Linked DNA regions of Sus scrofa: all the other regions are linked to region 1. The links are chromatin contacts, called in public HiChIP or PLAC-seq and promoter capture Hi-C maps. All regions are on one chromosome and are shown on one strand. Each heading gives the region's core, a stretch centred on a gene start, on an enhancer-like site or on the middle of the called end of the contact. The rest is flanking DNA. Distances are from core to core; before and after follow the strand shown. Region 1 holds the start of LOC100511183 (intercellular adhesion molecule 5). Region 2 holds the start of SLC44A2 (choline transporter-like protein 2). Region 3 holds the start of CDKN2D (cyclin-dependent kinase 4 inhibitor D). Region 4 holds the start of KEAP1 (kelch-like ECH-associated protein 1).

The links. Promoter capture Hi-C pulls out the DNA fragments that hold promoters and counts their contacts. HiChIP or PLAC-seq counts read pairs in DNA pulled down with a chosen protein or histone mark.
Region 2: an H3K27ac HiChIP or PLAC-seq map of alveolar macrophages shows a contact between it and region 1. The contact joins the promoter of SLC44A2 here to the promoter of LOC100511183 in region 1. A contact is called at or near these places in 1 of 47 Hi-C or Micro-C datasets (alveolar macrophages) and 1 of 2 datasets of contacts at active chromatin or transcription factors (alveolar macrophages).
Region 3: a promoter capture Hi-C map of fetal liver shows a contact between it and region 1, with 3 times the contacts expected there. The contact joins the promoter of CDKN2D here to the promoter of LOC100511183 in region 1. A contact is called at or near these places in 2 of 5 promoter capture datasets (fetal liver and liver), 1 of 47 Hi-C or Micro-C datasets (alveolar macrophages) and 1 of 2 datasets of contacts at active chromatin or transcription factors (alveolar macrophages).
Region 4: a contact with region 1 is called in an H3K27ac HiChIP or PLAC-seq map of alveolar macrophages. The contact joins the promoter of KEAP1 here to the promoter of LOC100511183 in region 1. A contact is called at or near these places in 1 of 47 Hi-C or Micro-C datasets (liver) and 1 of 2 datasets of contacts at active chromatin or transcription factors (alveolar macrophages).

The regions. Positions count from the first base shown.
Region 1 is chr2:69,107,552-69,114,137 of Sscrofa11.1, reverse strand. LOC100511183 (intercellular adhesion molecule 5) reads right to left here and starts at 2,915. Exons shown (of 11, transcript XM_005654856.3): 1 at 2,466-2,915; 2 at 1,272-1,541; 3 at 758-1,078; 4 at 246-533. The coding sequence starts at 2,547. ICAM4 (intercellular adhesion molecule 4) reads right to left here and starts at 5,528. Exons shown (of 3, transcript XM_003123246.5): 1 at 4,856-5,528; 2 at 4,432-4,737; 3 at 4,085-4,295. The coding sequence starts at 5,249. The coding sequence ends at 4,177. ICAM1 (intercellular adhesion molecule 1) reads right to left here. Exons shown (of 7, transcript NM_213816.1): 7 at 6,416-6,586.
Region 2 is chr2:69,360,994-69,367,579 of Sscrofa11.1, reverse strand. It overlaps SLC44A2 (choline transporter-like protein 2), which reads right to left and starts at 2,634. Exons shown (of 22, transcript XM_021083792.1): 1 at 2,473-2,634. The coding sequence starts at 2,503.
Region 3 is chr2:69,337,097-69,343,682 of Sscrofa11.1, reverse strand. CDKN2D (cyclin-dependent kinase 4 inhibitor D) reads left to right here and starts at 3,685. Exons shown (of 3, transcript XM_005654859.2): 1 at 3,685-3,845; 2 at 4,118-4,273; 3 at 5,299-6,255. The coding sequence starts at 4,133. The coding sequence ends at 5,658. KRI1 (protein KRI1 homolog) reads left to right here and starts at 6,579. Exons shown (of 19, transcript XM_013987437.2): 1 at 6,579-6,586. AP1M2 (AP-1 complex subunit mu-2) reads left to right here. Exons shown (of 11, transcript XM_021083790.1): 10 at 366-441; 11 at 1,971-2,394. The coding sequence ends at 1,993.
Region 4 is chr2:69,286,989-69,293,574 of Sscrofa11.1, reverse strand. It overlaps KEAP1 (kelch-like ECH-associated protein 1), which reads left to right and starts at 4,066. Exons shown (of 6, transcript NM_001114671.1): 1 at 4,066-4,176; 2 at 5,829-6,514. The coding sequence starts at 5,876. S1PR5 (sphingosine-1-phosphate receptor 5) reads left to right here. Exons shown (of 1, transcript NM_001123109.1): 1 at 1-20.

The DNA.
Region 1 (6,586 bases), core at 1,666-4,165:
CACCCTTGAGGTGGTCAAGCCACATTTCTAGGGATCCTCGTCGGGTATGCCAACTTCCCCTTTGGGCAGCTCAGACTCTGCTTCCCCAACTACCATTCAGTCTCAGTCTTTCATCGGCCCCGCGATTTCGGGGCTCCTGGGCCACGCCCATTCCAATACCAAGGCCCAACCCACTGTTTGCCCCGCCTTCGTGTTCCTCTGGCTCCACCCCCGAGCCGCGGAGGTCCCACTTCACTCCCTCTTACTGTAGACAGTCACGTTCTCCCGAGTCTCTCGGCTCTCGCCCCCCAGGGTCACGTTGCAGACCAGCTGCCTGGCGCCTTCCTGCTCTGCGCTAGCTGTGGCTGTGGCAGTGGCCATGAAAGCGTCCCCCTCGAGCGTGATATCGGGACTCAGTCTCTGGTCCCCCAGCGCCAGATAGACCCCAGCCTCCGAGGCTGGAAACAGCCCATCCATAGCGCAGCTCACGAGTCTTCCTGAGCCCACTTCCAAGAGTCGGGGGGCAGCGAGGAGCGGGGGGTCCGGAGGCAGGGCTGGGAGTAGAATAACAGAGCTTGAACTTATGTGTTGAAAGTTCAGTATGTTCTAAGTGCTTTACATGCACTATTTTATGGTATTATCCTAAAGGCACAGAGAGGAAAATAACTTTCAGCTGGTGGGTGTTGGAGTAAGAATTAGAGTTCAGATTTCTCTGCCTCCGAACTTCTTAAACACCGGCCCGACCCCTCTTGGTCCCCTTCTCCTCACATCCACTCACCGAAGGTTCGGAGCTCTCTGGTGGCTGAGCTGTTTTCAAATAGCCCCAGACCATGTGGCCGAAGGTCCAGCTCTGCGCGGCACGAGAAATTGGCCCCATGGTCCTCCCTCCGCGCTAGTACCGTGGCTGTGAGCACCGCGCCCCGCGCTCGGGGTGGCTCCCCGGCGAAGCTGCGGCGGATCAGCTCCTGGGCGCCCCGCAGCAGGGTCAATGTGAGACTCCCACGAGGCCCAGCACCAGGGACCCTACAGCTCAGGGTAAAGTTCTCGCCCACTGGCTGCCAGGCAGGCAGCGGCACCAGCTCTACACGGTCGGGCCGTTCTGCAAGGGGGGAACCGTGGCTGTTGGAAACACCAGGGCTCCTCGGAATGTGGCTTGGAACCCAGGGACAAAGAGGGGGAGGGCGTGCAGACTCAGAAAGAGAGCCAAAGGAGGGAACCCCGTGACCCAGGGGGCGGGGCCTGGAAGGGAGGGAAAGTAGTGGAGTAAGAGAGCATGGCCGCTGAGAACTCACGAAAAGTGCGAATGAGCCCACGCGCCTGCAGAGTGCGCCGCGCGCAGCGGAAGAAGCAGACGGGCTGGGTCTCCGGCTCGCGGATATCCACCAGCTGCCGCGCCAGCCAGCGCAAACCCCTCTGGGTCCCATTCCTGCGAAGCGAGGTCTCCAGGCCACCGCGCTCTGGTCGTGGGCAGTTGGTGCTGCAATTCAGCCACAGCGATCCCCCGCGTTCCACGAGCGCCACGCGGGGCTGCAGGTCCGCCCAGAAAGGCTCCTGTGCTACCGCTGCCCAGAGAAACGCGAGCTCAGCCTGAGAGCCACCTCCCTGAGATCTAAGTGCCCCTATGCCAAGTCAGGGATTCCCGAGGAATGAGTAGAGGCCACAATCAGGAAAAAAAAACTCAGGATTCCCGAGTCCTGCCCAGGCCTGAGGTTTACAAGCACGCTCCCACCGTCCAAACCTCGAGGGTGCCTCTGGTACACGGCAGCAAAGAGCCCTACTCTCAAAGGTGCTGAAGGAGCGATGAGGAAGCATGGGGGAGGGTAGAGATGAGAGGAAAAACGGGGTCTTCAATGCACACAGCAATGTTGGAAGGAGGGGACCCCGGGTTGGGGAAAGGAAACCAACTTGTTCTCAGGGTTCTCGGCCAGGAGAGGGGGAAACTCTGGTTGAAGCAGGGCCAAAAGAGAGATGAGGGTGAGTCAAGGATAAAGAAGGATTCCAAACCCGGGTGAAGAGTAAAGAAAGAGGACATGGGGCTGGGCTCGTGGAAGGAACCGCGGGAACAGCTAAAGGACTCGGTTGCCAGGGCTCTGAGTGAGCTGAAACAGCGCCTCTGACTCATGGCAGTTGGTGAGATGGGGTCTTCACGGATTATGAGTGGGTAAGATGCCAGTCCGTGGACCATGGTGCATAGCAGAGCGTGAGGAAGTACCCCAGAGGGGACCAGGGAGATATGGGGTCTCCAGAGCTCGAGGTTGGGTGCAGAAGATCGCCCAGGATCTCGAAGGTAGGGACGAGCGAGGAGCCAGGAAGCTGGATCTCTAGCGTGTGTTGAGGGGAAGAGGGATAGAGAAGGCCCGAGGCTCAAGGTGGGGGCAGAAGCGTGGGAGCGAGGCGAGGGCGGAGCGAGAAGAGGCTAGTGGCCGCTTCGCAGGTCGAGGAACTCCGCCCCCGCCCTGTCCACCCTGAGCCGGACCGGCTCTTACCTGAGAGGCCGAGGAGCCCCAGGCCCAGGACAGCCCAGAGGCCGAGCAGCGCCCGGTGCAGCCCTGGCGAGGGCCCTGGCATCGCCGCCGCGGGGGAAGCGCAGGAGGCGAGGGGAGCGCGAGCGCTGAGCTGGGCTAGAGGACGGCGCGGCGCGGCGGGTGGGGTGTGGAGGAGGCTGAGTTGCGCTCGGGGATTGGTTTAACGTTGGTAACTTGGTTTCCAAGGTGGGGGCGGCAGCAGAGGCGGCAGGGGGGCGGGAGGGCGAGCGTGAGCCAGGCTCCCGGCCTTGGTGAAGGCGTGCTAGCAGGAGCGAGCGACCCCCGGGGTCTACGTGAAGGCCAGCCCCATCGCCCGGAGCCTTCTGGGGGCGGCTGCGCGCTCCCGCGTCATTCTCCGCGGCGACGCGGAGGTGGGTGGGATGCAGGTTTGCCCTTCTCAAACCCCCACCCCACCCCTTGCTTAGATGCTATGATAATGAGCTAGACTCCGAGCTCCGCCTCCGTATTTAGCCCCTCCTACTAGCGCTCCTTGGGGCGGGGATTGATTAGGGGGCTAGAAGAGATTTGAGAAGCTCAGGCTGTGAAGGAGACTGTTATAGGGGAGGAGGTGGGGATGCCTCTTTCACAGATCCTTCCCCTTTTGACCCCTGGGAGCTGAGGGTTACAGCCACGCCCTATTCCCTCTCTGACTCCGCCCCCGCACGCGACAGAAGGGGCGGGGATGAAAGTGACAGCGAGTTGGGAACACGTGTGCGTGCGCGCAGCGTTCTCGGGCATCTAAATTAGGGTCGGCTCTGCTCTGGGTCTGTATTTACCCAGCGTGCAGCGGGCACGTGTCTACGCTGCGTGTGTGAGCAGGAGCTGCCAAAGAGCACCTCAATCCGCTTTCTGCGCGGCGGCTGGGGCCCTGGAACCATGAGGGCCTTGCCAGGCATCCAGTACAGGCCCAGATTCTGTGTCCACGCGAGATCAAGAGACTAACAGTTGACCCCCGCATCTGGGCACCCCCATGTACCCACCAGGCCCAGTGACCATCCCGACGTTGCCAGGAAGCGAGTCTGACACACACACACACACACACACACAACACACACCACCATATGGTTGTTCCTTACCACAGTCACCACATGGTATTTGTTCTGTGTATCCATGTTCCCCCAAAAGTACATATGACCCCACCCATCTGTGCTCTCACCCCCAGAGCTAATGGTGAAATAGGGGGATTAGTTCTCATCCCACTCCTACCTCGAGGAAAATGCAGAGTCTAAAGTGGAAGGGGGAAGGAAACTTAACATCCAATGAGAGCTGCTGCTGGTAGCTCTGGAGCCAATCAGGAGAAGCCATACCAGGAACAAGCCTTCCCACAGCCTAAAGCCTCCCAAGGCCCAGGATTTGCCCTTCTGCTCTGCACTGATAATTCCTGTGGAAGGTTTTTACTACACCGGCTGGGAATGCAGAGGGATTGCAGCTCCGGTTTGGGAGATCAGAGTTAGGAAACCTAAGATGCCCTCAAGGAAAAAAGGAACTTGGAGAAAATGATAGAGGCAAGGCCAAAAAACAAGACCACTTGGTTAGAGGAGGTGCGCTAATGGGGGACCTTTATGCCCAAGGGTAGAAGCTGGCTGAGGAAGACTTTATTGATCCAGGCAAGGTTCCACAAATTGTTCCAGATTCCTTTTTCCTCCAGCTCAGCCAGCATGGACCACTGCCTCTACCTCTGAGACTGTATCAGTAGGTACTTATGCATGCAAAGGATGCCCATGACAAGAAGGATTCCCACAAGGGCTGCGATGGAGGTGAAGGCCAAGGCTTTGGACGCAGGGCTCCAAGCTGGGGGTGGAAGGGGAGAATTAGGAACAGAGCACTTGCAGATGTGAGGACCCACATGGACATGCTTTCGCTTGGCCCGCACCTCTTGGGGTCATAACCCTTCTCTACTCCTCCCAGGATTATAAGGGTGCCTCACCGAAAACTGGCAGCGTCATGGGTGCCGAACTACTGAGGACCACCAGGCCGTCGAGATTGAGGCGGGCGTGGCAGGTAACAGGCTGCCCAAAGTCACCGGGCCTGACGCTTAACGCGTATGTCAGCGTCACGTTGGCCAGATGTAGGCTGGTGAAGCGCTTCAGGCTCTCGGAGTAGATGACCTGGCCCCCGCGCCTCAGAGTCACCACAAGGAAGCCCACCGGGAACACGTGCGTCACATGGCAGCGCAGAGTGTACTCGCCGCCTGCTAAGACCGGAGGCTCCAGGATCACGCTGCGTGGCTGTTCTAAAGCAAGAGGGGGCCGCTAGGCAAGGTCTGAGGGCTCCCCCTAGCGCGACTGTCAACTACCCCCGCTCCATCCCCCTCCCCGCACCCCAGCCCGGCCTAAGCCCCTGTCCCTCACTGTAGGCGGTAATCCTGGCGGTCGCCCCCCGAGTTTCTCCGGCGCAGGTGACGAAGCAGTGCACATCGGAGCTCCAGGCCCTCACATCCAGCAGCTGGTAGGATACCCAACGTGGTCCACTGAGCGTCTCCCCCCGCCGCAGCTCGGTGTGGAGGCTGGAACCCTCTGGTTGCGGGCAGCTGCTGCTGCAGTTGAGCCACACTGAGCCCCCCGGCGGCACGGCCTTGAACTCGGGACTGATGAGCACCCAGAAAAGTGCTGAGGTCTCCGAGGGCGCGGGAGAACTGCCTCCGGGGCCGTGCGACCGCGCACTCCGGCGCCTCCGCGCGCTCCCGCCTCGCGGGGAAGAGGGCGACAGCAAAAGCAGAACCAAGAGGAGGAACAGAGACCCCATGGCAAAAAGCCCGGACTGAGGGGCCCCGCGCCAGGGAGCCAAGGCTGGCTCTGGAGATAAGGAGGCCCGAAGCACCGCCTCTTCAGCCCCACCCGGGCACGTGGGAGAAAGACGGAGTTTCCGAGGGGCCCAGGGGCCTTGGCAGTAAAATCGCCTGCTCCCATGGCTTAAGAATAGGATCCTAGGAGTTCCCGTCGTGGTGCAGTGGTTAACGAATCCGACTAGGAACCATGAGGTTGCAGGTTCGATCCCTGCCCTTGCTCAGTGGGTTAACGATCCGGCGTTGCCGTGAGCCGTGGTGTAGGTTGCAGACGCGGCTGGGATCCCGCAGTTGCTGTGGCTCTGGCGTAGGCCGGTGGCTACAGCTCCGATATGACCCCTAGCCTGGGAACCTCCATATGCCGCGAGAGCGGCCCAAGAAATAGCAAAAAGACCAAAAAAAAAAAAAAAAAAAAAAAAGGGATCCTAGACCCCATCCAAAACCAAACGTTGTATTTTTTTTTTTTTTCTGGAGAGAGGTCTTTAATTTTCAGTCCCAAAAGGCCCTAATATACCCCAGATTTGGATTATAGCTTGAGGGTTGGGCCTTGAACCAGCAGCCTATTCTTGGGACAGGAAGTGGGAGGACAGGCTAGAAAGGACTCCAGCTGGAGGAAACACTTCCCATCAATTCACACAAGGCTGGGAGGATGAAATAGCTTTATTAGTACAAGGGAGAGGATTCCAGAGCCCAGCGGGGTTCTCCTAGGCCTCTCCTCCCCACTGCTTGCAGGACCCTCATCCACGCAGGAATCTGGAGCCTTAGAGTGTTCTGTTTTTGCAATGTCCTACTGAGACAGAAACAAGTAGGACAAGAAAGGGGCACGCGGGGGTTGGGCATAGTTTACTGGGACTCCATGGTTTAGCTATCAAGGAGTGAGCACCCATATTTAGGCATGTCACCAGGTGTTATTGTGAGCACTGGCAGAGATGAATATGGATGGAGAGGTGGCTAACAGAGGTCAGTGCCAGTGCTGGGGCATAAGGGCTCAGTGGATCATCTCCGGGCATGGCACCAGCTAAATCATGTCACCATTGCTAGCCCCTTTCTGGGAGAAAGCAGCTTGGACAATAGGGTAGGAAATTCTAGCGCTACTTGATCTTTTTTGCCAGGCACTCTTTTTTTTTTTTTTTTTTGCCATACTCACAGCATATGGAAATTCCTAGGCCAGGGATCGAACCTAAGCCACAGCTGCAACCTGTGACACAACTGTGGCAATGCCAAATCCTTCACCCACTGCACCACACAAGAACTTCCTTCAGGCACTCTTGTGCAGTGCACAGCCACTACAACTGTA
Region 2 (6,586 bases), core at 1,385-3,884, 250 kb before region 1:
AGTCTATTATATTAGGTTCTAGAATCTTTTTCCATGCTGCTCATGCCAAGGGTGTGCTGGGAAGGATGGCAGTGCTCCTTGTTGACATCCGTTGGGACTGGGGGCCATTTCCTGGTTTCCTCAGAGTTGCCGCCTTCCTCTAGATATTGTGTCTGATAGGGAGGGAGCTTCCTGCCCTGCCCAGTTTACACCAAGACTATGCCCTGACAGAGTGGGCTGCTTCTCTATCAGCTCATGGAAAATCCATGACCCCAGTATCACCAGTTCCAGAGGCCTTCTGAGCAGGTACAGCTCACTAGGCACGTGCAAAACACTTCCCACCAGTCAACAGGCCTGCCTAGCCTTACAGATGAGGATAACAGAGTCTCGGTCACCAACTCGCCCATGGCCACACAGCTTGTATAGTTTCAGAACCAACCAGGATCTGAGCCTACGTCTATTTGCCATCACCCCCTAAATTCATGGGACTGATATAAAGACACTGGGGTACAAGGGAAGGATATGTGAGCCCCTCTTTGTACACTGTCTCCAAAGAAAAGCTCCCCATAATCTGGGAGAGACAGGGCAGGGCCAAGGCCCTAGAATGTTTGGTTCTGATGAGAACGGAGTACTTGCAAACTAAATGAGACTCCTCCCACTTTGAGAATTCAAGCCTCTATCATAGGTGAGGCCAGGCTGCAAGAACCACCTGAAGTCTCCATCTCATACTCTCCGGAGCCTTACAAAGAGAAATGATTAAGCGACTGTGTGGTTTCTTTGCCGTTTCCTCTGCCTGGACCGTATTTCTCTTAAATCTTCCCATGGCTGGCTCAGCCTCCAGCCCTTAGTCCCCTAAAATAATCGCAGATGATTCTCCCCCCCACTACAAACACACACACACACACACACACACACACACACACACACACACACGATGTCCTGTTCATTGACTCACATTTACAGCAAGCTAAAAATTACCTCTTTATTTAAGAATTTTTCCACTTTGTTCACTGCTGTGTTTCCTGTGTCTAGATACTGCCTGCCTGAAGGATGTTTAATACATATTTGTTGGAATGGCCTAGCATGTCTGTTGGGCACACAGGTCCTCTGTCTCCACTGTGGTCCTGGCAGGACCATGGCTGGCTCCCTTTGGCCAAACTCATGGCTGAGTGAATCACACCATTGTCCACTCTGCCCCCCATGCTTGCCTCAGGGAGACTAAAGATCTCTCAGGTGCTGCCCAGAGGCAGGCAGGACCCCAGGCGGAGAATTCCAGATCAGAGACTGCCAGCCACACCCAAGGGGCTCTGGCAGCAGGGCAGCCACAAGGTCTGGGGTTTGGGCCAAAACCAAGAGCCGAGAAGGCCCTTCAGGAGGTTTGGGCTGGCAGCTTCCACCAGAGAGAGAAGAGGCTGGGCTACTGCCAGGTCCGGGCTGGGCAGGAAGAGCCCTGTCTCCCTATCTGTCTCTCTGCAGCCTCTGGAGGCCACAGTCCCTGAGGGGAGGGAGGCATAGCTTGTTTTTCTTGATTATTTTTGAGCTATTTCCGGCCCCTTCCCCAAGGCCCTTCGGTTTCACAGTTTCCAGGAAGTTTCAGTCACATAACAAGAGGTGGCAGGGCACCTTCCTCCCAGGGCCATGCCACGTGGGGGCATGTACCCAGCTCAGCCCTGGGGACCCAAAACGGAGAAGAGAAAGGAGAAACCGAGGACCACTCCTCTCCCCCCACCGTGGGAAGCCGGGGGGGGGGGGGGGGGGGGGGGAGGAAGCACTCTCTGGCTTGAGTGGGGAGGAAGCCTCATCTTTGCCCCACCCACTTGGCCCAGATGCCAAGGCCACCCTAAGGGGTTCGCAGGAGGGGGTTCTTCTCTTCGGACCCCTCAAAACAAGATTGAGCAGCCCAGGCCCCTTACACTGGGAGGGGAAAGTTTCTCAATTGTTTCCTGCTTCCTTCCTGCCCCTTAGCCGGCGGCGCGGTTGTTTCTGCCCTTCCCAGGCGGCGGGTGAGACCAGACGGGCTCCCACCCAGCCTTCCGCGGAGTCTTGCCTCAGTTTCCCCATCTAGCTGGAAGCCCTGGACGACTACTTTTATGGGGTGTGCGCAGAAAAGAAAAGAAATTAGTGGACAAAAGAAACTGGAAGAAGAGGAGGATTTGGGGAGATGGGGGCCCTGGTTCTTTTCCGAGCCTCGGTCGCCGTGCCTCCCCTCCCCCGCTTAGCATCTGAGCCACCCAGATAACGGGACCTCCCCGGGCGGAGCATGCGCCGTGTGTCCCAGCCCATCAGCTCGAGGGGGAGCAGGGGTTCCTGAGAGGGGACGCGGGGCGATCAGGCGGGAGCAAGAGGGTTCGGCGCAGAGCAAGGTGCAAGGCCAGGAAGCAGGTTGGGGCCCCCAGCTGCAGCGTGGGTGTTTAAGATCTCAGATGTCCACCCCCCACTCCCACGGCCCTCCCAACTCAGCAGAGACGGCAGCGGGCCAGAGGCAGCTCCTACCGTAGGCTCCGTCCTTCCGCTCGTCCACCATGGCCGCAGCGGGCGGGGAGGGGAGTCCTAGCCAGTGCGACCCCAGCCCGGGCGGGCGGGAGGCTCCGCGGGCTGCAGCGCCCCGCCCCAGCCGGCCCCACCCCTCCCACCCGCTCAGCCCCTCGCACCCCCTCCAATGGGAGCCCCGAGCGGGAGGGGCGGGATCCGGGGGCGGGGCCTGTCTTGGGAAGGGGGTGGGGCCCCAACCTTTGTTTCCCGACTGAGCTCCTGAGAGACCCTCTTGGTTTGTTTAGTGGGCTAGGAGCAGTCAGCATGCTTTCAATCATCTATCCATCCCTTCATTCGCCAAGCAGATACTGAGCACTGACTGTGTGCCAGTGAACAGAAAAAAAGATACCATTTTTCATTCATCACATTGGCAAGAATTTTAGAGTTTGGTAATATCAAGCGCGGTGAGCTGATGCTGTGGGTCAGAGTGTTTTCTGGCAGAAAGATGAAATCCAAAGTGTGTCTTCTCTGAGCGAGTCCTCTCTGCCATTGGCCCAGGAGAAGCCATCGCAGGCCTGTGTGCCTGGGGAGTATGTGACAAATTGTTACCTGCAGCTTGGATACTTCTTGTGAAAAATGGGGTAGGGGTTTCCGTTGTGGCTCAATGGTTACTAAACTGACTAGTATCCATGAAGATGCAGGTTCCCGGGTTAAGGACCCCGCGTTGCCCTGAGCTGCAGTATAGGTCGCAGATGGGACTCTGATCCTGTGTTGCTGGAGCTGCGGTGTAGTCTGGCAGCTACAGCTCCAATTCAACCCCTAGCCTGGGAACTTCCACATACCTCAGCTGTGGCCCTAAAATAATAATAATAATGCCACAGGTGTAGCCCTAAAAAAAAATGGGGGAGAAGGCATACGTCCACCAACTGAGGGGTGCATACGACACAGTGATATGGTCACAGGAGAGAACACCATACAACTAATAAAAAGAATGAAGTCATCAGGGAAATGCAAAATAAAACTTGATGGTTCACCACTACACACCCACTGGAATAACTAAAACTCAAAAGACTAATGGTACCAAGTGTTGGTGAGGATCTGCAGCAAATAGGGTCTCTGAGCACTGACTGTATGCCAGTGAACAGAAAAAAAGATACCATTTTTCATTCATCACATTGGCAAGAATTTTAGAGTTTGGTAACCTCAAGCACGGTGAGCTGATGCTGTGGCTCAGAATGGGAATGGGTCAGAATGGGTCAGTTGGTGGGAATGTAAAATGGCACAACCACCTGGAAGAAGATCTGGTAGTTTTTTGGGGGGGCAGGGGGCACATGTGCAGCATGCGGAAGTTCCCAGGCCAGAAATGGAACCTGCACCACAGCAGTGACCTGGGCCACTGCAGTGACAATGCCAGATCCTTAACTTGCTATGCCAAAAAGGAACTCCAATAGTTTCTAATCGGGCACCTACCATATGATCCAGACATTCTACTCCTAGGTATTTTATTTACTAAGAAAAATAAAACCAGGGAGTTCCCATTGCGGTGCAGCAGAAACAAATCCAACTAGTATCCATGAGGATATGGGTTAGAGCCCTGGCCTGGCTCAGTGGGTTAAGGATCCAGCGTTACCAAAAGCTTCACTGTAGGTCACTGAATGGGCTTGGACTTAGTGTTGCCATGGCTGTGGCATAGGTCAGCAGCTGCAGCTTCAGTTCAACCCTGGGCTGGGAACTTCCATATGCCATGAGGTGAAAGGAAGAAAGAAAGAGAGAGTGAGAGAAAGTGAAATGAACTACTGGTATGTGCAACAGCATGAATGATAAAAAATAAATAAATAAATAAAAAGCTTTATACCCCAGAAGTTCCTGTCATGGCTCAGCAGTGAATGAACCAGACTAGTATTCATGAGGATGTGGGTTTGATCCCTGGCCTTGTTCAGTGGGTTAAGGATCTGGCATTGCTGTGGGCTGCGTTGTAAGTTGCAGACATGGCTTGGATCCCGTGTAGCTATGCCTGAGGGTAGGCCTGCAGCTGTAGCTCAGATTTGACCCCTAGCCTGGGAACTTCCACATGCCACAGGTGGGGCCCTAAAAAGACCAAAAAACGACAAAAACACACACAAAAACAAAAAAGGCATTATGCCCCAGTGAAAAAGGCCAGACACTTTGGTATGACGTTCTAGGACAGGCATAGCTAATCAACCTAGGGTAACAGAACATGGATTAGTGGCGGCCTTTGCAGTTGATAGTAACTGATGGGGCCATAGCTTAGTTTCCTCAGGAGCCGGAAACACGACTGTGGTTTAACAGGTGGGTTCAGTTTCTCACAGTTACATGACTTCTGCCCTTTCTTAATACACCTTACATTTTGAAAGTGGAAAACATTTCAGCAGTTTAAGAAAGAAGGAGGTGGCTCTGCAGATTCAAACAAGGGTAAATGTTAATAGAGAGCTTAGTCAGCATCAGGTGAGGTGTTAAGTGCTTTACATTAAATCTTTTTATTTATTTTTATTTTTATTTTTAAGGCTGTACTTGAGGCATATGGAAGTTCCCAGGCTAGAGGTTGAATTGGACCTGTAGCTGCTGGTCTATACCACAGCCACAGCAATTCGGGATCCGAGTACATCTGCCACCTCCACCATAGCTCATGGCAACCCCCGATCCTTAATACTGAGTGAGGCCAGGGATTGAACCTTCGCCTCTTGGATACCAGTTGGGTTCATTTCCGCTGAGCCATGGCGGGAACTCCCTACATTAAATCTTTATAACCATTTTCCATTCAGGGAAAGTGACACAGGGAGGTTAAGCAATGTATTAAGTATTTTGTATTACTCCTTGTAACAATTTTCCAGTTGCCAAAAGTGACAGAAAGAGGGTAAGTAATTAACCCACAGTCACACAGTTAGTGAGCACAGAGCTGTACAAGAATTTGAACCCAAGGAGTTTCTGTCTTGGCTCAGTGATAGCAAACACAACTAGTATCCATGGGGATGTAGGTTTGATCCCTGGCCTCACTCAGTGGGTTAAGGATCTGATCTGGCATCGCCCTGAGCTGTGGTGTAAGTCGCAGATGTAGCTGAGATCCCATGTTGCCGTGGCTGTGGCACAGGCTCGAAGCTGCAGCTCTGATTTGATTCCTAGCCTGGGAACTCCATATGCCGAAAGTTTGGCCCTAAAAACAAACAAAAAAAGAATTTTAACTGGAGGAGCCTGACTTCACCATTCACATAAACTCCACACCACTCAGCCAGTGTGTAAAAATAGCAAATCATGTTTAGTTGGTCACTCATGGACGGTATGCAAAGGAGAGAGGGAGATATCAAACAGGTACACACCACACATCTGCAAGTCACAACAGAAAAAAATCATAACATGGCAGGAGATGTCAGAAGGACCAGGATGGGGGAGGGGGAAGGGGAAAGGGACATTTTTCTGATCTGCAATGTCCTATCTTTCTTTCTGTCTCTTTAGTGGGAGACTGTATTCTTAGGTTTCTTGGGTAATTAAAACTCTATTTCAAAAAATAGATTTAAGGGAGTTCCCATTGTGGCTCAGTGGTAATGAACCTGACTTGTATCCATGAGGACTGGGTTTTGCCCCTGGACCTGCTCAGCAGGTTGAGGATGTGGCATTGCTGTGGCTGTGGTGTAGGCTGGCAGCTGCAGCTCTGATTCGACCCCTAACCCAGGAACTTCCATGTATCTCAGGTGCCCTAAAAAAAAAAAAATAGATTTAAGCAAGTCAGTCATGTAATTCCCTGGTGGATCAGCAGATTAAGGATTGAGCATTCTCACTGCTGTGGTGACGGTTCCATCCCTGGCCCAGGAACTTCCACATGCCACGAAGGGTGGCCAAAAAGAAAAAAAAAAGTCACACTGTACTGTATGATTCTACTTTTTTTTTTTTTTTTTTTTTGCCTTTTTGCCTTTTTGCCTTTTCTTGAGCCACTCTCGAGGCATATGGAGGTTCCCAGGCTAGGGGTTGAATCAGAGCTGTAGCCACCAGCCTATGCCAGAGCCACAGCAACGCGGGATCCAAGCCACGTCTGCAACCTACACCACAACTCAGACCCTTAACCCACTGAGCGAGGCCAGGGATCGAACCCACAACCTCAGGGTTCCTAGTTGTATTTGTT
Region 3 (6,586 bases), core at 2,436-4,935, 230 kb before region 1:
CTTCCCTGGCCTGAGTCATCTCTCCTTTGCCATCAGCCTTATCTTTTCCTACAACAGTGTTACCTTTTCTGCTCTCAGCCTGGGTCCCTCCCCCTTTCGCTTTGCCCTGTGCCATTCCCTTGTACGGTGCCATCTTTCCCATTGTCCTGGACCACTTCCCCCCTCCCCACCCCACACTGCCCTTGCCACATTTTTGCCCTGAGCCATGTGACGTCATTACTCCCAGCCTATGCGTTCTTTTTTTTTAAATTATGGTTGATGGTCTATGCTCTCTTGTTCCCCCAAGTTATATATATATATATCCCCTTGGTCCCATTGGCTCTCTCCTCCTATAGCCTGAGCCACCTCTTTTCATCTCCTTGCAGGTCCGATATATGAAGATCATCGAGAAGAGTGGTTATCAGGCCCTGCCCTGGGTCCGCTATATTACCCAGAGTGGCGGTAAGGCAGCCTGGCTTCCTGGCATGATGGGGACAAGGAGATGAAGGGGATGGTCTTGGGGCTTTGATACATTCTGTCTCAGAGGGTGCCAGACCTCAAAAGGCTTGGCTACAGGTCTACCCCATCTTTGTCAGTGTGCCACCCTTGGCCTCAGTTTGCCTGTCTTTATTTTATTTTTTGCTTTTTAGGGCCGCACCCGCAGCATATAGAGGTCCCCAGGCTAGGGGTCAAATTAGAGCTACAGTTGCCGGCCTATGCCACAGCCACAGCCACATAGGATCTGAGCTTCATCTGCGACCTACACCACAGCTCATGGCAATGCCAGATCCTTAACCCACTGAGCGAGGCCAGGGATCAAACCCATAACCTAATGGTCCCTAGTCAGATTCATTTCCACTGCGCCACGAGGGGAACTCCTGCCTGTCTTTAAAATGGGGACAGGGAGTTCCCTTGTAGCTTAGTGGGTTAAGTATCCAGTGTTATCATTGCTGTGGCTCTGGTTATAGTTGTGACGCAAGTTCAATCCCTGGCCTAGGAACTTCTGCATGCCACAGGCATGGCCAAAAAAATTTTTTTTTTTTTTTTTTGTCTTTTGTCTTTTTGTTGTTGTTGTTGCTATTTCTTGGGCCGCTCCCATGGCATATGGAGGTTCCCAGGCTAGGGGTTGAATCGGAGCTGTAGCCACCGGCCTACGCCAGAGCCACAGCAACGCGGGATCCGAGCCACGTCTGCAACCTACACCACAGCTCACGGCAACGCCAGATCCTTAACCCACTGAGCGAGGGCAGGGACCGAACCCGCAACCTCATGGTTCCTAGTCGGATTCGTTAACCACTGCGCCACGACGGGAACTCCAACCAAAAAAATTTTTAAAAAATGGGTTAAGGGTCCAGCATTGTTGCTGCAGCTGTGGCTTAGGTCACAACTGTGGCTCAGACCTGATCCCTAGCCTGGGAACTCCATATGCCGCTGGGCAGCCAAAAAAGAAAAAAAAAAAAAAAAAACGGGGCGGGGGATTTGCCATTTCTAGGGTTGTGATGATAGGTTTTGGATGAGGAGCTGAACACATAGCAGTGCCATGTACTGCCTGGAAACAGGCTTGTTGCTGTGGTTACTGTCCCTGTCCCTTTTTTTTTTTTAGGACTGTACTGAGGCGTATAGAGGTTCCCGGGCTAGGGGTCAGATTGGAGCTGTAGCTGCCAGCCTACACCACAGCCACAGCAACTCATGATCTGAGCCACATCTGTGACCTACACCCCAGCTCATGGCAATGCCGGATCCTTAACCCAATGAGCGAGGCCAGGGATTGAACCTGCATCCTCATGTATCCTAGTTGGGTTCATTACTGCTAAGCCATGATGGGAACTCCTGGTTACTGTTCCTGTGTTTGAGCCCATCCTTAGCCTTGTTAAATATGCAGCTAATCATGAATAGTGGGGAAGGGGATGGATTTCAGGATGGGTGGGGGGCTGTCTTTCTGCCTTCTTTCCCTAGTTCTGAGATGGTCCCCACTCATTGTTTCCCTGCAGATTATCAACTTCGTACCAGTTAGAAGGGAGAAGAGGTGGGGGCTTGACCATGGGCCACCCTCTCCCCAGGCCCCCGACTGAAGACTCTATAGAGAGAGGGAGGCACGATGGCGTGCATGTCTGTGTGTGAGGGCAGCGTCTGAATTGGCAGTTTCCTGCTCTCAGCACCAGGATCGCTCCCAGCCTTTTCTTTTACACATAGGCTGGGCGGGGTGGTTTCCCTGTCTCCAGGCTCCTGCCCCTCCCCACCTCCAATTTTATATGAAGAAATAGAAGAGGGGCTTGAAGTCCCCCTCGTGAGTGCCTTCTTGCAGTGACCTGCCTTAGGAGGTGGGGGGAGGGTGCCCCTCCTCCACAGTTGCTGAGCCCAGAGGCCCTGCTGACCCATTCTGAGTTTTAGGATGGCATTAAAAAAATTAATCTAGCTGCTGTGTATGTGCTTTTTGGCTGGGGGCTGGGGATGCCAGCCATGTACCTGAAGTGCTGGGATAAGAGTAGGTAACACATATCCATTTCTCAGCCCCGGTCATTGCTCATCTAGGCCCTCTCTGTTGCCTCCGTCCACTTTGGTCCCCTGGCTCAGGGCTCCCCTCCCCGACGAGAGCCAGTTCCCCTCATCGCCGCCAGAGGGCACCTGTTAACTCCTAAATCAGATCGTGGGTCCTGTGCGCAGAACCCTCCCAGGGTTCCATTCTTTTTAAAAAGTAAAAGTCAAGTGCTTACCGCAGCCCACAAGACCAAAGTGCATTATCCCTCCCTCCCACTCTCTCCCTCTATACCTCACTCTTCCTGTACTTACTGGGCACTCTCTCACCTCAGGGCCTTCGCATCTGTAGCGCCTCCACCTGGCGTATTTTTCCCCAGAAATCCACATGGCTTTTTCCCTTAATTTTCAGGTCAAACCAAATGTTACCTCCTCAGGGTGGCCCTTTCTGACCTCTCAATTTCAAAGGCCTTCCTTTCCCAAAAAAGGAATTACTTAATGCCGTTTTATCAGTATACTCTGAAAATATTTAATTTTCGATTTATCCAGCCCTAAACGGTCGGCGTCCTGAAGCAGGAAGTACTCGGCTTGCTCTCCACTTCGGCACCTATTATACAGTAGGTGCTCAGTAAATGTTTGAAGGCCTCTATTGAGAGCCTCCGACCGCGACTTTTGCCTCGCTCCTCATCCACGTTGCAGCTGTAGCGTGAAATTTCCTCCACGCCCTTGAACTTGAATGCGATTCCTTCCTCATCCATTCCATTTCCACGTTGTTTTCTTCACGCTGCTTACCGCTAAATTTATGTGCTTGAATGTACGCTCCCCAACGCGAGGAAGGGTTCCTGCACAGAGTAAATTAATTAAATAAAGCGCTCAGCGTACAATAAGAGCTAATAAATACTTAATCTTGTAATTGAACGGGAGAATCCCGAACTGGGCGGCCCCAGCCCTGCTTTCCTTCCCCCGAAGGTGCCGAGGCCCTGGAGCAGCCCGCGCTACCCTACCCTGACCTTTAATCCCCCGGGTCAGTTAAACAGGCCCTCTTTCCCGCCCGCCCGGCGCGTTTGAAAAACTGAAAACCCCGCCATTGCCGGCGGTTCACCGGTCGCCGAAGCTCGCCCAATCAGCAACGGCTCCGCCCCCTCTGGAGCGCAAAGCCCCCCTGACGACGCGTGGCCATTGGCTGTGCTGGCCGCGAGGGCGGGACACTACAGGGTCGCGAGCCGGGCAATGCTGCTGGGCTACAACGTAGCAAGTTCATAAGAAAACAAATCCGCGGCGCTCGGGGGCGGGGCCCCGAGCGTGGTGGCTCCGCCCCCTGGCGGCCGGCTCGGCTACTGCGGCCGCGGAGTCGGTTCAGAACAGACCCCGCCCGTCGAGGAGGAGGGAGGGTGAGTTGGGGGAGACCCGGCCCCTAAGGGGCGGGCGCCGGCAGGCCCCTGTGGGCAGCGGAGGGTTGGGCCGGGCTCTCAACCCCTCGCTACCCACCGGCTGACAGGGGGAGGAGCCAGCTGGGAGGGCGGGGGTCGCGTCGGAGCCCCGGACTAGCGAGTGGGACCGGGATCCTAGCGCAGGCCGGGGACGCGACTGGAAGGCTGTTAGGGCCATCGCCGCTGGGCTCCCCCGCACTGACCGCACCGGGGTGGGGCGAGGGGCTTCGCAGGCCGCCAGTATCGATATGCTGCTAGAGGAGGTCTGCGCCGGCGACCGGCTGAGCGGAGCGGCGGCCCGGGGCGACGTGCAGGAGGTGCGCCGCCTTCTGCACCGCGAACTGGTGCACCCCGACGTCCTGAACCGCTTTGGCAAGACGGCGCTGCAGGTGAGGCCCGGCCGGCCCCGCAGCGAGGGCGAGGCGGGGAGTGGGCCGAGGACCGAGACCCCAGACCCCTTCCCTCTCGTCTCCTGTCCCCGGTGGCCAACTGGGGTCTGTTCCTTCATCTCTGGGCTGACTTTGCTCCCTGATGTCCCCTTTCTTAGGTGGGTGGTGGATGGGGTTAGGTTGGGGGAGGGGAAGGCTTTCCATCTTTGGAGAATTCCTTGTTCTCTGATTGCGGAGGATTCAGTTTCCCAGGAGAAGTTCTTATTCCTTGGGTAAGGGTTCAGCTTCTTTGAATCCCGGTTTCATGGGGACAGCTTCGGTTTCTTGGAGCTTCCATGGAGGATCCGATCTCTGGAAGGAGGGATTCATGTTTCCAGGGCGTCCCCATCATCTGGGGTGGGGGAGGTAGTTTCTCTGAGAGGTATCCAGCTTCGGGTGGGGGTGTCTCCCTGAGGTCTCCATTCCCTGGGGATTTTCATATTGGTATATTATGGGGGAGGATCCCAATAAGGGAGTACATGGGAATCCCTATTCCCTTGGCATTTACAAAATAGGAATCCCATTTTTTGAAGGGGTCAGGTACCTTGTGGAGCATCCCCATTATTTGGGAGGGGGACATTCCTTGGAGAAGGAGTTTCAAATTCCCTGGGCCTCTCCTTTCCCTTGATGGGGGTGTTCTCATCCTCTGCGGGTCTGTTTCCTGGTGGGGGTTTCATATTTCCTGATGATTTCCCATATGTGGAGAGAAGTGTCTCAGGTTCCTTGGGGGAGGGTCTTAGGTTCCTTGAAAGTTTCCTTGGGGGCTCTTCCCTAGGGGATGTATTATCCTGGGGGTGATCAGTTTTTTGAGGGTTCTTGTTCTCAGGAGATCTTGTTCTGCCTGGGAGCTTATATTCCCCCAAATTTCTCATTCTCTAGAGGACCTTGTCTCTGGCATTCTCTACTCCTGAATGACCCTTTTCTCCAGTCCCCCATTTTCCTGGGCCTCCTCCTTTGAGGACCCCCTGACCCTCTGCCCCCAACAGGTCATGATGTTTGGCAGCCCCACCATCGCCCAGGAGCTCCTGAAACAAGGTGCCAGCCCCAATGTCCAGGATGCTTCCGGCACCACTCCGGCCCACGATGCAGCCCGTACTGGATTCCTTGACACCCTGAAAGTGTTGGTAGAGCACGGCGCTGATGTCAATGCACCTGATGGCACCGGGGCACTCCCCATTCATCTGGCTGTGAGAGAGGGCCACACCTCTGTGGTCAGCTTCCTGGCTGCTGAATCTGATCTCCATCACAGGGACGCCAGGGGGCTTACACCCCTGGAGCTGGCAAGGGGGAGAGGTGCTCAGGATCTCATGGACATACTACAGCGGCACACAGTGGCACCACTGTGACCTGGGGCCACCCAGTCCAGCAACAGGACCCGGCTGGGTTCTGTGTCAGAAGAGAAGGGAAGAAACACTTTCTCCCTTAGCTCCTCCTGCCCACTGCCGAGGGGCACAAGTTTGTGGCTTGTTGGTGTTGATTTCTGGGGTGTGTGTGTTTGAGGTGCATTTCTCATTTTTTTTCCTCTCACCCCTTTTGGTGTATTGGGCAGAGAAGGGCTCCTGCAGGCAACAGCCACCTAAACGGTTCAGTTTCCTCCACCCCCCAGACTGCTGGGACTACAGACAAGTCCCAAGGGCAGAGCGTTTAAAGCCCTAGCTCCAGAGTGAGGTCATTCCTTCCAAGGCTCCTGGAACCTGTCGACCTTGGCCAGCTATACCCAGAGCTAGACCTCAAGTGTGCACACTGCTTTCGGGCATGGGGGAGGGGGGTGTTCCAAATCAGTAAAAGGGTAGTATGAGTTCATTCATATTTTGTTTAAAAGCTTGTTTTCCAGTCCCTTGTACAGCGTTAACACATTCTATTTATTAAGCTTTATGGAAAAAATTGTTGTGTGTGTAATTTAATGTTTTTACCCATTAAATTAAGACTTGTGCATGATCATAGCGCCAGTGGCTTCTGATTTTTGAGGCTGCGATGGAGAGTCGTGCATTCAGGATGTTTGTGGGGGTGGGCACCCAGGTCGCGGATCGTGGGTCCTTTGGCGGAGGGGCGAGAGTGGTAATTCCCAGGGCGCAAGGGGTGAGTGAGCTGGGTGGGGCAGCGGTTTGCGCTGTCGGAACGGAAGGGAGGCAGGAAACCGCGAGTGGAGAAAGGGCCCCCAGATGTCAGCTGGGTGCCGGGAGCCCTGGGGGTGGGGGAGTGGGGTGGGCGGTGGCCGTAGCCTTCCCTGCAGAGGCGTGGCCCATGGGTGGGGACTGCCGTCACAGGGCTTGG
Region 4 (6,586 bases), core at 2,817-5,316, 180 kb before region 1:
TGTCCTACATAAAAAATAAAAATATAATCGGATTATAAGAGTGATTACAGTTTATTGTACCTGGCTAGCTGCTCCACATGCTAGGCCCAGGACATGCCTTTTTCTTACCTTTACTGCAACTTTGCAAGGTAGGTTTTCCTCACCCCCATTTGATAGTGAAACTCCAAGATCTACTTTGCCCAAGTGTCTTAGACAGGATATTAGCCCAGATGGTCAGGCTCCGGGCATGAGGAGGCACAGGCCTGATATCTAGCCCCTCTGGAGCAGTCTGTCGAGGCCAGGTTGCCCCTCCCTCCTTTAAGGGTCTTCATTCTCGGCGGGGGCGATGTTAGGGCCCCATTTGTGCCCATAAAAGGCTTCAGGAGCGCTGGCCGAGGCTTCCTGCTCTCCCCAGCCTCCAGCTGGCCGCAGGCACATTCCTAACTTCTGTGCCCTGGGGCCCGCGGGAAAGGGGCGGAATCGGGGTGGGAGGTGGGAGTAGGGGGTGCGGTCTTCGGGCTCAGGTTGCGGCGCGCCACCTGCCGGGAAACAGCGAAACTGCAGGCACCCGCAAAGATGGCTGTGTGTTTCGGGGCCACTGACCCAGCCTGTCATGCTGAGTCCCCGTGGGCCACACGCAGGCCGTCTCTGCAGGCAGCACGCACGGGGAACCAACCTACTTCCTGGAACACAAACACACTCAAACCTAGGGTCACATCCCAGAACTGAACCCAGTTTCCCACCTGGCCTGGTTCCCCTATTCCCAGGGTCCTGTAAACTTCCAGAGCAACCTGAGACACTTACCCCACTGTTCACTTGTTTGCTGGTGTGACAGCAGATTTATTCACTTGCTCACATTTTACAAAATTCAAAAAGCACCAATACCCCCTCTTCGATGCATGCACTGTTGGGATGCATGCACTTCCAGAGCTATTCTGTGGATAAATGAGCTGAAATGGAAATACATTTTCTCTCTTTTTACACAACTTTAGCATCTCTCTCCACTTTGTTCACTCAGTAGTATATCTGGGAAATTGTTGCACTTTTAGATTTTATGCTGTGTTCATCAGCTCTGGCTGTCATGACAAGCACCATAGCCTAGGTGGCTTAAACAACCAAAATTTATTTCTCACAGTTCTAGAGGCTCAAAGTCCAAGACCAAGGTGTCAGCAGGTTTGGGTTCTGATGAGAGCTCTCTTCCTGGCTTATAGACAGCTGCTCTCTCGGCCTGTGTTCTCACATGGTAGAGGGAGAGTAAGAGCAATTTCTCTGGTTTCTCTTCTTAAAAGAACACTAATGCCATCATGAGGGCCCCACCCTCACAACCTCATCTAAACCTGATTATCTCCCCAAATCTCCATCTCCAGATACCATCACACTGGGGATTAGGGCTTCAATATATGAGTGGTGGGGGAAGGGGGCACGATTCAGCCTACAGCACTTTTTTTTTCTTTTTAGGGCCACATGTGAGGCATGTGGAAGTTCCCAGGCTAGGGGTCATCAGAGCTGCAGCTGCCAGCCTATGCCACAGCCACAGCAACTTGGGACCCAAGCCACATCTTTGAACTACACCACAGCTCATGGCAATTCGGGATCCTTAAACCAATGATCGAGGCCAGGAATCGAACCCACATCTTAATGGATACTAGTTAGGTTCTTAACTCAATAAGCTACAACAGGAATTTCACAGCACTTACCACCCCTCCACGTTAAAAAAACAAACAAACAAGGTAAACATTTATACAGCAAATGTCCTGCTTCTATTCACTGGCTGCCATGGTATTTCACAACGTAGACGTCCCACCACTTATTACACTAAGGCCCTAGGGACACCTGTGTTGAGTCCAACACTTTGCCTTTATACACAGTGTTGCAATAAACATCTGTGTACATACATCCTCCTGCACATATGCAAGGGTACCTTGGATAAATATCTACACGTGGCACCCGCTGGATCACAGGCCTTGTAGGTATTATTTTGAGAGATAAGAAAGTTTCCTTTGCGCGTTGAGGAAGGTATTCAGCAGCTTTGTTACCGCGCCCTCTCTGGAGCTATCCAGAAGCGCATCTTCACACAATAGGAGGGGAAGGAAGGGCGTGGAATTAATCCCAGACCCAGACCAGGGACCTTGAATCTTACAGGTTTACCTGGAGATGAGCAGAATCCTTTTTTTTTGGGGGGGGGTCGTCTTTGTCTTTTTAGGGTCGCACCAGCGGTATGTCGGCATAGGGAGGTTCCCAGGCTAGGTGTCTAATCGGAGCTATAGCTGCCAGCCTACAGCACAGCCAGAGCCATGCCAAATCCAGGCCGCGTCTGCGACCTACACCACAGCTCACCGCAACGCCGGCTAGAGATCGAACCCACAACCTCATGGTTCCTAGTTGGATTCGTTTGCGCTGCGCCACGATGGGAACTCGGAATCCTTTCTTAGATCAATATCTGTACCGCCTAGCGTTTCCCTGTATTCACTTAGTTTTCTGTTTTCTTTTTCTTTCTTTCTTTCTTTCTCTTTCTTTCCTTTTTCTTTTTCTTTCTTTCTTTCTTTTCTTTCTTTCCTTCTTTCTTTCTTTCTTTCTTTCTTTCTTCTCTCTCTCTTTCTCTCTCTCTCTTCCTTCCTTCCTTTCTTTTTTCGCTTTTTAGGGCCGCACCCATGGCATATGGGGGTTCCCAGGCTACAGGTGGAATTGGAGCTGTAGCCGCTGGCCTACACCACAGCCACAGCAATGTCAGATCTGAGTGGCATCTGTGACCTACACCACAGCTCAAGACAACCCAGGATCTGCAACCCACTGACCAAGGCCAGGGATCGAACCTGCGTCCTCATGGGTGCTAGTCAGATTCGGTTCCGCTGAGCCAGGACAGGAACTTCTCACTTAAGTTTTCATATAGATGTACTCTTAAAAAAATTTTTAATGCATTTATTGAAGTTACCTTTATATCACAGACAGCATAAGTGGTAAATCAGTATCACTTGCCATGAAGAATAAAAATCCATATTTTATTGGGCGCAAGTGTTCTTATTTAGTATTCCAGATAACCTAGCAGGTAGGTGCTTTTATTGTTAACATTCTTATAGCGAGGAAACTGAAGCCTGGAGAGGTTAATTAAGCTACAGGCCCACCCGCACAGAGCTAGAGTGGCAGAGCTGGAGTTCGTATCTCTTCCCGAGAGCTTCACGCTCTTTCAGATTGGCGATAACTAAAAAATAAAGACAATGAAAATTCAAGTGGGTAGACAATTCTAACTGGATCCTGCGCTGCCTTAATGTGAGGCCCGCGCCCTGTGAAGTTAAAGGGACAAAGAAGAGCAGGTCGTGGACAGCAGACACGCACAGAAATCGACAAAACTAGGCGGATGGAGGGGACTGCGAGGGGGGTACCGGCCAGATAGGCTTCGCGGTGATCCCTCGCCCGATGCCCAGCTCTATGCCCACGGGCGCCGAGGCACCTGCGGGAAGGGCGGGGAATCGAGACTCCTTCCCCGCCGCGCCCTCTCCGCCCTCTCCCCGCCTCCTTCCCGGGCGTCCTGAGGCTGCCCCCCCACTCGACGGCCGCGACCCCGAAGGCTGAGCCACCCCAGAACCAAGGCCCCCCCGCGACGGCGGAAGCGCCCGCGGGCCTCTCACAAGGAAAATTAGTCGAGAGCCGCCCCCGGCCGGGCCGAGGCCCTTAGGGCTTCCCGGAAGCTCGGTGAGCGGGTGGCACCACGGTGCCCCAGAGCCGCCGCGGAGCCCAGGCTTCCCCACCTCGTAGGGAGAGCGGCAGAGGCTACGCGACGACCCAGGTGAGCGCGGCGGCAGGTCGGCGGTGGTGAGGGATGCCCACTGATCCCTGGTGCGGGGACGGGCTGGGCCTCGAACCTGGGGCTCTGATTCTCTGCGGCTCCTACCACGAGTTTGGGAGCGCCGAGCGCTGCGGTCATTGGCCCCGTCGCAAAGACCGCTGTGGTCGCCGCGCTGAGGCTGCGCAGCTGGGCGACAGCTAGCGTGGGCGGGGTGGGGTGGGGAGCGGCCCCTCCGCTGTCCCCGCCGCTCGAGGAGGCCGGGGGCCGCCGGGACTTTTATTCTGACACGGCCGGCGCCCGGCTCTGCTTAGTCATGGTGACCTGCGCGCGTTCCGCACCTCCCCCCTGCACGCTGCGATGGAGGCGCCTGGGCCTGGGCGACGGAGGCGGAGCCCGAGAGCGGCCATGGCGGGGTGAGTGAGGCGGCCTGCGCCCGGGCGGCGGGTACCGTGGGCCGTGAGTGCCCTGCGGCCGTGCCTGGGGGCCGGAGAACTGCGCGTTGCGGGCCGGTCGCCTCGGGGTTCCCGCGGCTCCGCGGAGGCCAGAAGGGTGCGGTTCGAGTCGGAGCCTTTTGTTGGACGGCGCAACTCGCGGGGTGGCCCGAGAGCGACGCAAACCGAGCCAAGGGCCCAGGGAGCGCCGCTCCGACCAAGGCCGGGGGATTCCGGGACGTTGGGGGGCTTGGTCTTCGCCCTGGGGCTGGCAGTGGAGAGGCGGCGGCGGGGTCACTTCCTCCCTTTTCCAGGCCTTGGCAGCTCAGGCAGGACATGCGCAGTCTCCCACTTACCGCTTCATGGGGGTGGCGGGGGAGTGCCCAGGGCCCAGGGGGCACCGTTGGCCGATTGGCCCATGACCAAGAGGCCGGCCTGGGCCTCAGCTGGGGAGAGGCGGCCATGGCCCGGTGGAGGAGGGTGATCTGGCAGGCACACTGGAGTGGGCAGTCAGCCAGCCATAGCTCATTGACCCCTGCACGGTGCCAGATCCCAGGCAGAGAGGCACAGGAGAGGATGGGCACAGCCCTGACCTACACAGGGCTACCTGTCCTCAGAAACCTGGGGGCTCAGGGCCAGACGGATGGGCCATCCTTCAAGGAGGAAGCAAAGGAGCTCATTTCAATTCTTGACAAGTGCTGTGATGGAAATAAAGCAGGGAGGAGGTGACTGAGTTGAGCCCAGGGAAAGATGAGTTAGAGAAACTTGGGGAGCCTCTTGCAGATTCCCTCCTCCCTGAAGGACTTTTCAAAACACAGCTCCTGCCCTGGCTGTCGAGTCTCCACAGGTTTCTTGGAAACCCTTCAATAGTCATTATGCTCATTATACTCCTTACCGATTTTTCAGATTGCCTGTCATTCTGCCTCTGAGCCTTTGCACTTGCTCTCTCTCTGCCTAGAAAACTCTCATCCCACCCCCACCTCCTTCATATGTTCACCCCTCTTGTCTCAGCACCAACAGAGGCCTGGAATACCTGAGTTAAAGTAACTGCCCTCAAGTCACACTATCACAATGTGCTGTCATTTCCTTCAAAGCCTCAATTTTTGCTCAAGTCTTGCTTATTTTACTTATGGCTCCTCCATTCCCAAGTGTCAGCTCTAAGGGAGCACAGTGTATGTCAGTCTTACTCACTGCTGTGTCCCTGGTGTCTAGAACTGTGCCTGGTAGTGGTCCACAGTAGATGCTCAATAAATGTTGGTGAGGTGAATGAAGGAAGGAGATGGATATGCCCTAGGAAGGGAAGGACCATCAGATAACTGGAACAGAATGAGCAAAGGGGACAGGTGGACAGGAGCTGATTGTGAAGGGCTTTGCCAGCCATTGAAGAGTTTGGTTTTACTCTGTGCCACAGGGCTTGGCGGGGGGCAGTGTGGGGGGGATTCTGGCAGGGGAGGGACATCATCTGACCTATGATATAAGGTGGACCCTTGGGCTGGTGAGGCCATTGGGCAGTTAGCACAGATGGACACTGCTTCACCTGGGCTTGGGAAGGAAAACTGGTCTAGGAGTTGCTTTATTTTAGAAAAGGCTTGGCCCCAGGCCCTGCCCGCAGCCCTGTGCTCTCCCTCCTCCAGGCCTCTGAGTGCCAGTGGTGGTGTTGTCCCTTGTCATCTGGAACCCCATGCAACCGGAACCCAGGCCTAGTGGGGCTGGGGCACACACCCAATTTCTGCCCCTGAGGTCACAGCGCCCCGAAGGGGCAGGGGACACGGTGATGTACGCCTCCACGGAGTGCAAGGCTGAGGTGACCCCCTCGCAGCACGGCAACCGCACCTTTAGCTACACGCTGGAGGACCACACCAAGCAAGCCTTTGGCATCATGAATGAACTGCGGCTCAGCCAACAGCTATGCGATGTTACGCTGCAGGTCAAGTACGAGGATGCACCAGCTGCCCAGTTCATGGCCCACAAGGTGGTGCTGGCTTCATCCAGCCCTGTCTTCAAGGCTATGTTCACCAACGGGCTGCGGGAGCAGGGCATGGAGGTAGTGTCCATTGAGGGGATCCACCCTAAGGTCATGGAGCGCCTCATCGAGTTCGCTTACACGGCCTCCATCTCCATGGGTGAGAAGTGTGTGCTCCATGTCATGAATGGTGCTGTCATGTACCAGATTGACAGTGTGGTCCGTGCCTGCAGCGACTTCCTGGTGCAGCAGCTGGACCCCAGCAATGCCATTGGCATTGCCAACTTCGCCGAGCAGATTGGCTGTGCCGAGCTACACCAGCGTGCCCGAGAGTACATCTACATGCACTTTGGGGAGGTGAGTGAGGGCAATTGACATGGATCCAGGGCTTGGGAGCAGTGTCTGAAGAACCAAGGACAGATGGGAGCT